Regions from separate parts of the Zea mays genome. Here region 2 is linked to region 1. Evidence: chromatin contacts called from public Hi-C data. All regions are on one chromosome and are shown on one strand. The core of a region is the stretch at or near the end of the contact, and the rest is flanking DNA. Distances in the headings are between cores, read along the strand shown. Region 1 holds the start of LOC103626548 (protein DETOXIFICATION 46, chloroplastic). Region 2 holds the start of LOC100191642 (Polyketide cyclase/dehydrase and lipid transport superfamily protein).

The links. A called contact is a pair of places that touch in the nucleus more often than the background predicts.
Region 2: a Hi-C map of leaf shows a contact between it and region 1, with 2.7 times the contacts expected there. The contact joins the promoter of LOC100191642 here to the promoter of LOC103626548 in region 1. A contact is called at or near these places in 3 of 25 Hi-C or Micro-C datasets (ear, leaf and tassel).

The regions. Positions count from the first base shown.
Region 1 is chr5:73,704,376-73,712,104 of Zm-B73-REFERENCE-NAM-5.0, reverse strand. LOC103626548 (protein DETOXIFICATION 46, chloroplastic) reads left to right here and starts at 3,450. Exons shown (of 14, transcript XM_008646962.4): 1 at 3,450-4,108; 2 at 4,365-4,459; 3 at 5,024-5,132; 4 at 5,510-5,565; 5 at 5,928-5,983; 6 at 6,652-6,790; 7 at 7,528-7,665. The coding sequence starts at 3,739.
Region 2 is chr5:74,700,711-74,708,439 of Zm-B73-REFERENCE-NAM-5.0, reverse strand. LOC100191642 (Polyketide cyclase/dehydrase and lipid transport superfamily protein) reads left to right here and starts at 4,877. Exons shown (of 5, transcript NM_001348730.1): 1 at 4,877-5,496; 2 at 5,607-5,789; 3 at 5,870-5,953; 4 at 6,484-6,565; 5 at 6,663-7,429. The coding sequence starts at 4,963. The coding sequence ends at 7,150. LOC100278883 (Protein LOW PSII ACCUMULATION 2 chloroplastic) reads right to left here and starts at 2,861. Exons shown (of 3, transcript NM_001152015.1): 1 at 2,455-2,861; 2 at 1,748-1,901; 3 at 726-954. The coding sequence starts at 2,830. The coding sequence ends at 1,762.

The sequences.
Region 1 (7,729 bases), core at 2,201-4,700:
TCGAACAAGTGCGCAAGATTGGAATGTGAGTGATCAAGAGTGCTCTCAGAATGCTTGGTGTGCTCCTCCATGCGCCTAGGGGTCCCTTTTATAGCCCCAAGGCAGCTAGGAGCCGTTGAGAGCAATCTGGGAAGGCAATTCTTGCCTTCTGTCGTCTGGCGCACCGGACAGTCCGGTGCACACCGGACACTGTCCGGTGCCCGATTTCTTTCCTTAACTGGCGCAGCCGACCGTTGGCAGCCAGAGAGCCGTTGGCGGTGCACACCGGACAGTCCGGTGCCCCCTTCTAGCCGTTGGTTCGGCCACGTGTCCCGCGCAGATCGCGCGGCCGACCGTTGGCTCACCGGACAGTCCGGTGAATTATAGTCGTACGACGCCGGTGAATTCCCGAGAGCGGCCACTTTGCTCGAACCAGCCTGGCGCACCGGACACTGTCCGGTGCACCACCGGACAGTCCGGTGCACCACCGGACAGTCCGGTGCTCCCAGACTGAGCAGATTCTTGGCTGCTCGAGCCAAGACATTTCCAATTGGATTTTTCCTGTTTCCAGCACTTAGAAACAATACATTAGTCCATAAAACAATGTACTAAGTCTGAGAAACATATCTTTATCCTTGGTTTGTACTTTGTCCACCATTTTACATTTAAGCACTTGTGTTAGACACTAAATCACCAAAATACTTAGAAATGGCCCAAGGGCACATTTTCCTTTCACTAAGGACATTTTTTTTGTGCCATGGGTGCGCGCGGAGCTCACCCACGGCACGGAGCGGCCCCGCGGTGGCGGCCGCACGGCGGCGAGAAATTGCCAACCCCAAACCCCGTTGATCCCTTCGAAACTACGTGCACGCAAATTACCAAGACAACAGAAGGATTGGGGGTGATTCTCACCTTGGTTTGGCGCCTGCAGCAATGTTGCCCACGACGGACCACGAATCAGCAGCGGCGGCGATACTTCTGCAACTCACGACGATGGCGCACGACACGGCGTCCAGGGCTCCAACAGGAAGGTTGCTGCAGCACGTCCAGGGTGGGAACTAGTGACTCGTCCACCGGTCACAAGGCTGGAGGGTGAAGTTCACGGCCGAGGCGCGATGGGAAAAGGGATGGCGTGGCAGTGAGCGCGCAACAGCGGAGTGCAGGCGGTGGCGGAGCATCTAGGTCAGGCCTCGGCTTTATAGTCTGGCGTAGGGACGAGCTCGACCAACTAAACCCAGGGTTGAGGCGAGATTTCCGGCGATTTCGACGGCAGCGCGAGAAAGGGGAAAACTCCCGTGCGACCCGCGCGGGCTGTTACCGTCGCGGCGACCGGGATGACAAGAGGGGCCCGCGACTCAGTGAAAGGCTGAGAGTGGGCGCAAGTTGCGCAGCTGAGACAGGAGATGGCGCTGACCAGTGGGGGCCACCGGCCAGAGAGCGCGCACGTGAGTGAGTGGCAAGCGGGCCCGTGGTGTCAGCGTGCCGCGCACAGTCGGTTTGGGCCGCGCGGAGGGGAAAGGGTAAGTGGGCCAAATTTGGGATCTACGGCCCAGGTAGGTTCTTCCTCCCCTTTTCTTTTTTATTTTTTTATTTTCCTTTCTTGTTTTCTTTTATTCTTAACTATTTTGAATTTTAAATTTGAATTTTGAATACGAATTTCACCATTGAGTCAAGTATACGAATTCAAGCTTCTAGTGGAGGAATAATATATTTTTATTTACTTATTTTTATCCACAAAATTCTTATTTTCTTATCTTTTCTAAATTTTACAATTCCTTTTGGATTTTAAATTCCACTTTGGACTTTAATATATTTCTTATCACATTGTTATTTTATTTTGTCACAATGTGCACACAAAAGAAAATCTCAGCATGATGCATAATTTGTTTTTGGGTATCTTTTGTTTATTTATTTATTTGTTTTCATGTGATGTTCTCATGGAATGATAAATATGGATAACACACATATATACAGGAATATCATTTCTCCTTTTAGGTTATCCTCCACAAGTTACAAGTTGGGTATTACAAGGTAGAAAATCCGAGACAGAAAGGTGGCCTAGATCTAGGACCCGTTGAAACAGTGTGTTAAGGGCACCTGTGTCGAATTCAATTGTGTAAGAGCATCTCCAACATATGTCAATACTCTTTGATCCCAATCTTTAATTCAGAGAAATTTTAAAACCGACATCCAACAGAACCTAATCTGCTAAATCTGTAATCTATAGAGACAAAAACCAGCTGTTTGCTTCGGATTAAAGTCAATTGTTTGGACTCTACAATGTATAAAGACAAAAACACAGAGTAGAAGCCAAGCGAACTTCTCACCCTATTTTTATTGGATATGCTCATATAAAGACTCCTGATTCATTTGGCATAAAAAATGTAACGCATGCGAAATCACTTGAGAGAGCAGTTGATTCATTTGAGAGGTGACTTTCAAATTTCAATTCATTCATTCGTTCATCTCCAGAATAGTGTAGAGAGCCAGACATGAGACGCCTCCAAAACGGGACAATTCGTTCAATGTAACTTCTTAACCTGAGCGTCTAGAAACTATCCCTCCCTAGTAAGATATCCCTCCCTAATACGTTCTCCGTTTTTTAATATATAACATCGTTAATTTTTAAAAAAACTTTAACCACTCGTCTTATTCAAAATATTTATTCGAAGATCTAAAATTTCAAGTAACGCCCAAATTACCTTAAGTGATAAAATAAATTATAACAAAATAAATAATATTTCAAAGTTTTTGTTGATTAAGAGTGATTAAAGTTTTCAAAAAATTAATAGTGTCATATATTTAAGAATGGAGGTAGTATAATTCTTCTCGAATTACAGTACCTCGTCTATCTAGTTAGCAGTGGCGGCCATGAGGGTGGGGCGGAGGGGCCGCCACCCCGGGCCCCTAATTATATAGGGCCCGAATCTAGTTATACATTCAATAATTAGACTATCAGACACAATAGCTTAATAGTGAAATATCGAATAATTAACAGTCACGAAACGTTCACAATCCGGTCGTATTTAAACATGTTAAAAGAACTTTTAAGATAGTACTATAATATGTATCTTTTTATTTATTTGTTGCTTTATATGAATATTTTTAGATGCGTCTTTAGTTTATATATTGATATCATTTTTATATAACAATAGTTTGATGGACCTCTATTTTAAATTTGCACCGAGCCCCTAAAACCTCTAGTCCGCCGCTGCTAGTTAGGTTCTGATTCTTTTTATTTTTAAGTTAGTTTTATATTAAAAGTAAAAAGAAATAAGATCCAACTAGACAAGGTGAGAAAAATTGCATTAACGAATGATATTTTCTAGGATGAGGTATTTTCTAGATGGTCAGTTTTTTTTTATATTGTCCCATAGTTGAGCGGAGAGCTTTTGACGTCGGCTAGTTTGGACGGGCCATTTTCTTGGGACCATTTTCAGGAAGACAGGAACCAGCCTCAAAATAGCAACGGCGACACCGCGACAGGCAGCTCGCTCCCCTCCCGCCCCACTCGTCGGCTAGTCGCCTAGTCCCTTTCCCTTCCACACGATTCGGAGCAGCACGTGCGCGTCAAACCTTACCACCACCGCCATCGTCTTGCGGCTAAATTGCCTTGAGACGCCGCAGCACTGCAGCAGCACAGGGGGGGAGAAGGGGCGGGCGCTCGAGTGAACCACCACTACACTACTCCGCGTCTCCCTCCCCTGGCTACGAGGCTATAATAACGAGCGCGTAAGACGGCCGGCGGCGCACGCAGCCATGTCCGCGCACCTCCGCCTACTCTCGGCCGCCCACGTCTCCGCGCCCACACCCACCTCCCTCCACCGCCTCCGTGGCCCTCCTCCTTCTCCTCCCGCGGCCCGCCTCCGGCTGCTGCTGCGACCGCCGCGGCTCGGGGGGAGCCAGGCGCGCTTCGCCGGCGCCGTCCGCTGCTCCGGCTCGGCGTCGGCGCCGGCGGTCGCGCGGGTTGGCGAGGACAGCGACGCGGCGGCGGGCATATGGGAGCAGGTGCGGGATATCGTCGTGTTCGCCGGCCCCGCGCTAGGGCTCTGGATCTGCGGTCCGCTCATGAGCCTCATCGACACCATGGTCATCGGCCAGACCTCCGCACTCCAGCTCGCCGCGCTAGGTTCGTCCTCCTCCCTTCCTATCTTTCTCCCTCGTCTTCTCCGATGCTGCGACTTTTGTAACTGTATGTAACAGACGACTGATATTGAGCGTCTCTGGGTCATCCAACCCCCGAGAATGCAAGCGCTTCTCGGCGCGCCTCATATCATACATGTCTTTAATTCATATGATATCATCTCCATAGGTTTGCAGAGTAGCTCCATCTGTAAATTCCTCGTCTAGCAGCTCAATGATATCATACATATCTTTCCTTTCAGGGCCTGGGACAGTGTTCTGCGATTACCTAAGCTACATATTCATGTTCCTCTCGGTCGCAACATCCAACATGGTGGCCACCTCCTTAGCCAAAAAGGTGTGCCCTCTAATTCTATCGGAGACACACTCTTCTTCTTTGTTAATCATGTTTTAAGAACAGTCTGTGGTCCAGTCTGTCAGGCGAAGAGGATACCAACCTTAGCTACGAGCAATATTTCTGTCCGTCGTGTTCTACCCACCTAGGGCTCGTTTGGATACTCTAGTATTCACCTCAATTCGCATGAATTGAGGCGGATTGAGGTGTAGGTGAATACTAGAGTATCCAAACAAAGTCTTAAAGTTCTTGCCGAACTAGAGTTACATGGCTACCTATTCTGATATAAGTTTGCCCCTCTCTCCACATGAGCATGCGACTATACATTTGATTTGCTATTAAGAATACCATACTTGTACTTCACACCGCACATACATAGGGTACTACCTGGCAGCAAGTGCTTGCTTCATGCCAAGGATTTTGTTGCTTGGTACATTGCTATGCTCCTACTTTGTGTGCTCGTGCTTGCTAGTAGACTTTAACAATGTGTCGAATGGCAATCACTTTCATGGATTTTGCGTTCTTGCTGTATTGGTTATCTAATCTGGTTGCAGTTACCATACACAGGATGAAGAACTTACACAACATCAAGTGTCTATGTTACTGTTTCTTGCTCTTGCTTGTGGCATAGGAATGTTTTTGTTCACCAAGGTGTTTGGTACTCAAGTATTGACTGGTAAGCCTTTGCAGTAAAATATTCTGCGAACCTGCAACAATCATCTTGTTCTTCATACTTCCTTGGAAGTGCTGAGCATTTCTGTATTTTCTAATGAAAAAAAAACTGATGAGTTATTTTTTCACTGTAATATCTCGTTTTATGCTTTGCTGCCTTGTCCTAGAGGCCTAGACAATTACTGCTTTTATCTTTACTGCTGAACTTATTTTAAATCGTTTGTCAGATTAGGACATTTTGTTAGGATCTATGAAATATAAGACACATTTGAATTTGTCCTGTCAGTTTATTCTTTGGCATATAGTTTTTTTTTGCCCCTTATGATGCATTGTTTCATTAACTATATAATTTTTTTAACTTCTTTCCTCTTCCCTCTGCAGCTTTTACTGGATCTGGGAATTATGAACTTATTTCTTCGGCCAATACATATGCACAGGTCTGTATAGTTGAACATATCTCTCTGCAATGTTATCACGGCATCACCCCATTTTAATTGATAGAAAAGGAAATATTTCTGGTTAAAGCTAGCATCGTGTGGTTTCGAGTTTTCTTTTATTGAGCATTAGCAGTAAAAAGGATCAATAGTATAAGTGGATATGGTGCAAAGTTCAGTTTTATGATGTATGTCAAATAAAACCTCAGAGGCTTGTGTATGAGAGTGGGAAGCAGGCAGAAAAGAAAGGCATGCTACAAAAGACTCCTGCATATGAAGTTTACATGTAGGATATCATAGGGTATAGAGTTAACCTTTTATTTTTGTGTGCAGTAACGTATATCAATATGTATACTTGCTTTCAGATAAGAGGTTTCGCATGGCCTGCAGTTCTTGTTGGCTTAGTTGCTCAAAGTGCTAGGTACTTGTTGTGCTCATTCTCTTATTTATTGGATATAATTTGCTAGTTCTTCTATTTTGTACCTGCTGGATTTGTCCCATGTTTCTTTTTTTTTCTCGACCAAGGGGAGAGACGTCCCCTGATTTTTTCACTTAAGAAGTTGATGCTGCGACTCGAACCCGGGCTGGCCCAGCAGACCGCTTCTTTGGCGTGTCCGGCTGACCAATTGCACCGTGAGAGTGTTGGCTTGTCCCATGTTTCTTCCTTTGTTAAACTATAGTTTGTGTTATTCGGATTTGAAAAGTAAATTTACTACAAAAGAAAATATGCTAAAAGTTAATCCAAGTCATGATATGTAATTTTGAATGGGACCTAAAAGTTATATCTCTAGACGACATGCCTACTTGCCTTCAAATGCTCTTCTTGTGGATTTGTGGTAGAGCATTGAAAACCTGGATATAAGTCTAGTTGAATACTGGTTGGTATCTCTTTGAGTTGGACACTTGGTACTTTCAAGAATAGTCATCAATTGTAGTCACCTATTCTCCGTATTGCCATGAATAAACAGACATGGGCTACACTGCTACTACATGCTTATAATAATGCAATGGTTCAAATTAGTCTTTTATACTACAGCTATTCTTGATTGGATGCTTATCTTATTATATAGTGTGTTTGTTATACCTCAGTCTGGGCATGAAGGACTCTTGGGGTCCTTTGAAGGCATTGGCAGCTGCTAGTGTTATAAATGGTGTTGGTGATATATTTCTTTGCTCTGTTTGTGACTATGGAATTGCTGGTGCTGCCTGGGCAACTATGGTTTCACAGGTACAGACACACTTGGCACTTTCTTAATCACCATGTGACTTCTCCTTAATGACACTTTTTACTTGTTATGGCACTCCTCAATCTTTTATGGAAGGCATGTTTGAGAGCCTTTTCAACGTAGGACTTGTTAGACCATCTTGCACATTATGCTAGAAACTGAGGTAATGAAGTTTTTGGTTAGTTTAATTGTAAGATAATGGTTTGTACCTATGGAAGGATACTCGCCCCAATTTAAGGGAAATGATATAATCAATGAGGGGCACACAAGAACTTGAAAAGAATGGTTTGTACCTATGGAAGGATGTTCCTCTCAATTTGAGGGAAATGATATAATCAATGAGGAGCAAACAAGAACTAGATAGATGATTCTTTATTCTTGCTATGCCATAGGCTTGGCCTAGGCGGGCCACATCCCAACAAGAATGTGTAACAACATGAGCATGGCAAAGTTGTTGATCATTCATTGTGTAGCTTAATAAGCACTGAGCAAGTGAGCATGGGTCCACAAAGCTGTCGATCATGCACTGTTTAGCTTAATAAGCACACCATCCAACTTGCTCATAAGTGAAACACACATTAGTAAAAGTTTTTTTTTCTGTCACTCCATTTTGAGAAGCCTATGTGGTTTGTATTGATATTGGAAACCTCATTGCTTATCAGCAAGTTTTTTCTCTCTTTCTTCATGCTTGACTATTCAATTGTTTTCTAGAGTGACTATTTTTTTGACACACAATCAGGTTGTTGCAGCTTTCATGATGATGCAAAATCTAAGCAATAAGGGTTTTCGAGCTTTCTCATTTACGATTCCATCAGTTAGAGAGCTATTGCAGATATTTGAAATTGCAGCTCCTGTTTTTGTGACAATGACGTCCAAGGTAACATTTTCTGGTCTAGCAATCTTGCATCCTTTCCTTGTATCACTGTAATGAATTATTTCAA
Region 2 (7,729 bases), core at 3,628-6,127, 990 kb before region 1:
GGGGTACTACCTCGCTGATGAGCCCGGGGTGCACTTCGTTTGGCAGCCCAACTAAGAGTCTTTGATACTCGTCATGTCACGTGCGTTCGACGACTACTATATCGAGGATTGTGGCGTCATCTTGGCGCCGGAGGTGACGCAGAGGAGGATCGATAACAGTGACCAGTTCGTCATCCTCGCCACCGTCAGGGTAGCTTTTGTGTCGGCTTACCTTTAATTCTCTTTGCAAACACACACTTGCATTTTTATTTAAGCAAGAGCGTATGGTGGTGCATGTCTGATGACTAACGATGTACGAGGAAATTTCTTCCGGCATGTGTAGAATGTGCTCTACAATGATGAGATCATACAAATCGTGGCATATATCGAAGTCTGTATGATACTGATGGTTGCAATGTAGTGGTAAAACAATTAGATTAAAATAACAAAATTTATGTATGGCTAGGATCATAAATTGATTATGAAACATTTTCTCATAACAGTATAACACACATTTTGTATATAAGTTATCATAGTATACTGGTATTATATATTCTCGTTGTAACGCACGGGCACTCAGCTAGTTTTATATTATGCAAAGAGCCAACACATGTTACATATCAAGAGTGTGTAGACACGAAAACACTCCTACATGGTTATCAATAGATAAACAAATTTAGGATAAACTCTGACAGCAATCTACCATGCAAATTGTGTGGTCAAAATGGTCTCAACAAGCCAATTGATCGCCAAAAACCAATATACAACTCAACTTAATACATATTCAGGAAAGTATCCATTGATCGTTAATTTACAAACAAACAAAAAAGAATAATTAGGAATTTGGGATGCAGGATATAAGGAAAAATAAATAAAAACACCAGCCTATTCTCTGGCACATATCTGCTGCTTTAAGCTACTTCATACATAACAAGCACATTTGCTAACTCTACCCTCATCATTGCTCCAAACATGCTGCATCAAAGAAGATAAAAGTTAGTAACAGCATCAGAGGCAGGGAATGGATGGCAGTTGCAGAGACAGACATAAACCTATGAAAAAAACATGAAAACCTTTGCATGGAACATTATTTTTGGACACCTAGATTCTAGAAGCTACTAGTGTGCACAAATGTTATCATGAAAGTTAACATCATGATAAAACTAATGATATTGAAGTATTATCTACCAGTCTAGATAATTGTAATGTGAAACTTCCAGAAAAAACAAATATGCATTGCAAAAAAAAAACTTAGCAATGACTACGAACCCCTTTTTCCTTAAAAGAAACTCTTGAGGTGTACCATCCAGAACCTAATTATGAAGCACATTATTACTATTCAGTGTTACTCTTCTTGTACCATCCAGAACCTAATTATGAAGCACATTATTACCACATTGCAGGATTTATAATTTGTAGATACCACAATAGCATCTTTATGCATCATTACATGCATTAAAACAAATGCTAGGAACAAAACTGTTTAGAGCAACTTAAATAACCTATGGTCCAGCTGGAGTAAGAGATTCACTCATCAATCAATATTTCTATCGTGATGTCTAGAGTAAGAGATTCACTCATCAATCAATATTTCTATCGTGATGTCTAGAGTAAGAGATGCCCTTATCCACCAGCAGCTCTATCGTGAAATCATTCAATCTTGACTTTCTAGTGAAGCATAACATACCATAAACTGTAGAATAGCGTGTGAACAAAATTAGGAGAAGTAAAGCCTAGATGTTCACAAGATGATTATATTTAGTCTCACCTTCGTGCTGTCATCTAGCTTTTGCTTTTCTCGCTTTCAAAGTATTTGAGGACACCATACCCAACCGTACCAGCCAAAAACAGAACAACTGTTGGAGTGAACGATGGATAAAGGTACTTAACAAAGAAGCTGTCATATTCCTCTGGCAGAAAACCTGCATGACATACAAGTTCAAAACATGACTACTTGGCTCAGCAGTTCTGCAGTACCAAAAGCTTTCACAACTTAACTAGTAGTTTTATGCTTTCTTTGATAGTTTTGTGCATCATGCTACACTCAGATTCATGTCGCTGATTACTTCAATGTATCATTGGTTCAGGATTCAGGAATTGCACCTGGCAATTCCAGAGTTGCGATGATCGCTGCACCAATATGTTACATTTGAAGATTTCTCATGTCTTGAGTACTATAATGCGATTTATGAAAGGTAAAAAAAGCCACCAGTGACTATTTATGAAAGGTAAAAAGCTGCCATGTGAGCTAAAAAACTACCACAATGCCACCACCATGACAATTTTGTTCAATTCATCAATAGTTGACAGAATAATAGCACCATCCCTTGTGTTAATATAGTCATATGTACGCACAAAGTTCCTCAATTGGGGAGACTACAGTCATATTCTAAACTGAATTCACCAACAGTCCACCATAATCAAAGTGAGTGCAGCACTGTAAGTTGGAGACCAAATTGCTAGTACGTATATTACCGGAGGCGGCGAGTGCGATGCCCTCGACAAGGATGATGATGCCTAGCCCAAGCCAGGCGAGGAGGAAGGCGTTCTCGTTGGCCTGCCGCTGCCGTAGCTCCTCCTCCGTGGGCCCCTTCCCACCGGCGCCCCCGGCCCTGGACGCCGCCTCATTCTTCTGCTGCTGGAATATGGAGGCGCTTCCCGGCGGCGCGCGGCGGACCACGGGCGCTGGAGGCTCCAGCGCCTTGGTGTCCTTGCCCTTGCTGCCGCTCTTGGGCTTCTTGCCCTTCTTGCTCCCCGAGCTCGAGGAAGAGGCGGTGACGCGGAACACGGGCGGCGCTCGGAGGAGGGTCACGCCGGCGCCGGGGAGGAGCGCGGGGGAGAGGGACGCCATGGCCACGGCGACGGCGCGCGGCTTATCCGACAGTTTGAGGGGGAGATGACGAGGTGAGTTTGTGGGCCGGGCCGGAGAGAGGGATGGACGCGTGTTTCGTGGGCCATGGCTTCCTTTCATTCTTATATCCAGGAAATCCAATTTAACTCCCTCGTCTCATTTTGCTCGTTGAATTCCAAAATCAGAAGAATTTTTTTTGGCATCCCTCGCCTTTTAAAAAACAATTGTTTTTCACCTATAGTGGTTTTACTGATGTGGTGATCCATATCATATGGGCTAAACTAAGTTAAAAGTTTGAGAAGACAAATCAGATATATTTTAAAAAAATCCAAAGAAATAAAAAATGTTTCATTTTTCTTTTTTAGACCAAAACCTATATAGGATGACATCCTTTCGTTTTGAAGTATGCCATTACATGTTTTCATATAAACTCAGTTAGGCGCTGTTTGTAAAAGATATTAACTGAAGATGATGTTTAAAATGCGTGGTTTTAATATTCGATGATGTACATGTTTTACAAGTGTCCTTACGGCCAAGGCGACAAGCTCTCTAGCCACGCTAGACGTGCTCGGATCACTACCCGCGACGTGTCAGCTCGTGCAGCAAGAAAAATCTGTGTTGGAGAAGTACCAACAATATGGGTGGCAGACACAAGGGGGGGCAAAAATATAGCACAGAGCACGCAAAAAAAAAAGCACGGATGCTGCCACTCACGACGGCCGACCGGCCCGACCCGATTAGTGGTGGCGATGTGACGCCGCCGGCGAGGGGGGGAGTGGGGCACCAAAGCGAGTCGCGAGCCGACGTGGCGGCGCGGCGTTGGACGGGAGTGAGATTTGGGCCCCCACCGGAATCGACGCGCGCCACCGGCAGCCTCAGCCCCCAGATCCCCTTATCGCTTTGGGGTTGGGCTGGGCTTGTCGCGGCAGTGCATGCGCCCGGTCCATGGGCTGCTGCATCGTACGGCCACAAGACAAGAGCGCCCCTTTCATCAAATGAAAAAAGAAAAGAAAAGTGAGTTTCTTTTGTCTCACTAATATTTTTTTTGGGTTCTATTATATCCCCTTATCGCTTTTGTGGGATATATCCAACATGGGAGAGGAGGGGAATTGAGAAAGAGTACGTGACTGACTCTAGGGTGATTTAGTCAATTAGTCTCAGCCAAGAACAATGACGTATCGTAGAAGCATAGGATCGGAAGGGTTTACCGAGTTGACCACCCACCAAATCGCATGTTTGAATAACACTCTCCATGTAAAATACTACCTCGGTTCCTGAATAAACAAATCAATTTTCTAGGAGCTGATCCAACATGTAAGATTGGTCCGATTCCCCCCCCCCCCCCCCCCCCCCTTTTTGCTCTAGGAGCTGATTTATTTGGACGAAGATTTTGTTTTTTCCACACCTAATCAAACGTCATGTTGCTACGGACTAATAGTTATGCATGGCCCTTTTTGTGTAGTTTGGCAAGCCTAGAAGCCACGGGCATAGCATATTCCTTTTAGCTGTGTACCCTTTGTGCCTTTAAGGAACAACACGGGGAGTCGGGGATACATGGAATGCTTAGGAAAGCGACTTCACAACCAACAGCTAATGAGATGATGCGGTAAGTAAGCACACACCATCAGCACGCTATTATAATCTATAATACATGAGTTAGAACACCAAAGGGCAAACCATACCTTTTCTTTTCTTTTTTAACAAAAAAATGATGAAACGCTTAAGTCCTAACCAATAAACAAATGCCCACCAGACTCAGCTCTTGTTTTTGTTTACCATATCACGTAGCATCCACGCAGCTCTGCGAACTCCAAATAAAGTAGGGTGGGATTGATTATTTAAACTCTGCAAAGTACAAAAATGAAAGGTTTAGAAATCAGATAGGTAGAAAAGATAGGGAGGTCAAGAGTGAGATAGTCCATGCACCGTGTCCACACGCCTCCATCCCTGCTCGTGCACCACACCTTACCCTTCCCTAAACCAAACAAAAAAATCGAGTCTTTAATCCTCGCCAGAGGCCGTAAAGCCCCCCTCCTTCCTCCCTCCCTCCATCCCTCCCCCTACCCTGCCCCCACACACACACCGCCGCGTCCGACCCCCTACGCCGTCGACTGCTCGGCCGGTCGGCTCCGATGGGGTACGTGCTGTCGGCGGTGGGCAGGGTGCTGGAGCAGCCCACGGCGTGGGGGGCGGCCTGGGAGATGGCGCTCCTCGCGGGGCCCCTGTGGGCGGCGGCCCTCCTCGGCCTGCTGCTCGGCTGGGCCTGGCGCCCGCGCTGGGCAGCCGGCCTCGTCGTCGCCACCGCGGACGACGGCGGCAGCGCCACCACCGCCGCCGCCGCCGCGCAGCCGCCCTTCGCCACGCTCGACTTCTGGAAGGCCCAGCTCCCCGCCCGCCTCCGCGCCCCGCTCGGCACCGCCGTGCAGCAGAGGGAGGGTGACAAGGACGCCGTGCAACGGAACCGCGGAACGGTGGCGCTTGGCAGGTCGTCGGAGACGGAGACGGCGACGGCGAGAGAGGAGCCGGTGGCGGTGGCGGTGGGGATGGCCGACCTGGTGAACCTCTGGAGGCTGGTGGAGGGCGCGGACGGTGGCCCGGCCTGGACCAAGATGATGGAGAAGTCGCTGCCCACCATGACGTACCGGGCGTGGAGGAGGGACGCCCAGGTGAGCGGATTTTTTTTTCACGAGCCTCAGCGTCGTGTTTTTTTTTATTACTTGATTTCATGTTCATGTAACGATTGAATTTTATTTTTATCTGGATGAATATTTTGTAGACCGGGCCTCCGCAGTACCAGAGCAGCAGCATCTTCGAGAACGCCAGTCCAGAGGAGGTGAGGGACTTCTTCGGGGACGACGAGTTCCGGATGTCCAACAGGTGGGACGACATGCTCATCTACCACAAGACCCTGGAGGAGTGCCGGACCACTGGGACGATGAAAGTGCATTGGGTCCGGAAGGTAAATAATAAATAGCGGGCCTCTCTGGCTGACTCATCGCATTGTATTGTATGACTCATCTCTTGCGCTCGCTGTCGCAGTTCCCCTTCTTCTGCAGCGACAGGGAGTACATAATCGCCCGGCGGATATGGAAGCTGGGGGGCGCCTATTATTGCGTCACAAAGGTAAAACTAGACTTGGAAAAAAAAAGAACTACTGCGTGTTGTTCTTGTTTGGGGATATTGATTCCAGGAGGTAGTGGGGTTTATGCTTGATCCCTGATGCAAAAGTACTATACAGTTTCTTGGATGAACTTTGACACATGGCCTGTTGGCTATATAGCTTACGCTTCATGCAGACCGTAATCTATGCTGTGTCTGTGTTGCCCGTCAACTAATAACTCCAGTTTGGAATAGGCACAAGGCACACAGCTTTAGAAGTGCAGTGGCCTGTTTGTTCCCTAATCCTGATATTTCTTGATGGCTATGTGTGCCCAATGAGACTGACCTGAGGCAACCTGTCCACCACCTGCGGAGTACACTTTTGACACCATTCAAGTTCTGATGTTAGTGCTGAGTTGGTGGCAGCGGAGTCTCCAATCCTTTCCATCACCATTGTTCCTTCGAAAGCAAGCTATGCACGCAGGCCATCAGCATTGCGCAAAATACAATGCCCAACTGTTGACGTGTTGGCAATGTGATTGATATATGCGCAGGGCATACCATGCTCATCCATTCCACGGCGTAGCAGACCTCGGAGAGTCGATCTGTATTACTCAAGCTGGTGCATCCGCGCAGGTAAACCATTCTCCTCGCTCGCTCGCTCGCTCACTTTGCTCGAGGATGGTGACCAATAAAAAAAAAGATGAACTAAGAACTCGATGTTTGGAAACAGTGGAGTCCAGGAGAGGGAACGGAGGAGGAAGGGGGGCGACGGCCTGTGAGGTTCTGCTGTTCCACCACGAGGACATGGGCATCCCGTACGAGATCGCCAAGCTGGGCATTAGGCAAGGGATGTGGGGGTGCGTGAAGAGGATCGAGCCGGGGCTCCGGGCCTACCAGCAGGCGCGGGCCGCGGGGGCGCCGCCGTCGCGGAGCGCCCTGATGGCCCGGATCAACACCAAGGTCAGCGCCGACGGTTTCGCTCGCCGGTCGATGGAGTCGTTGTCCAGCTCCAGCGGCGGCGACGGGCCGGAGACCGCGGACGACGCGCAGGAGACAGAGAACAAGAAGCCCGCGACGAGGAGCCACGCGGCGGCGAGGCTCCTCGTGCTCGGCGGCGCGGTCGCTCTGGCCTGCTGCACCCTTGACCAGGGGCTCCTGACCAAGGCTCTCATCTTCGGCGTCGCGCGGAGGTTCGTTGGGCAGAGGAAGACGTTGTAGCGTCCTACACACCTTGTCGCTCGTACGGTCGTGCCGTGTGCTGATCGCCGACGTCGAGAAGCGGGGGAAGGAGGTGGTTTGTGTGGGCTTTGTGGATGTGGTTAATTGGTGCTGATGCCATTGTGGCTGAAAGAGAGCGGACGAAGAGCGTTTTGGTGTCTACGTGTGTATACGCTGCCGGCTGTCGGATCACGAGGGAGAGGGGTTTCCTACTATATACATGTGTAAAAATTTGTTTCATGTAATCTTGTATCTGAGTGACCAGATCAGGTGATTATGCAGATGAGAAGAACAGAGTTTTTTTTCGGTCTACCTTAGCTGTTCTTGGTAAGGATGAGAACGAACCGGGGGCAGTATCGTCAGACAGATTGTTTTAATCCATATTCTAGGCGCTGTTTCTTTAAATGTACAGATGCGAGGGTGTTGAATGCAGAGTTTGATTGAACATCACAGTTCTTTAAATGGAGATGGAGCCTCCGTCCAGTCCGTCCCATAAAATGAATATGAGATGACGTTGCCCTGTTCCCCTCCCTCCCACCTAGACAACAGACGCGTAGTAGTAGTAGTACAGTACAGCGC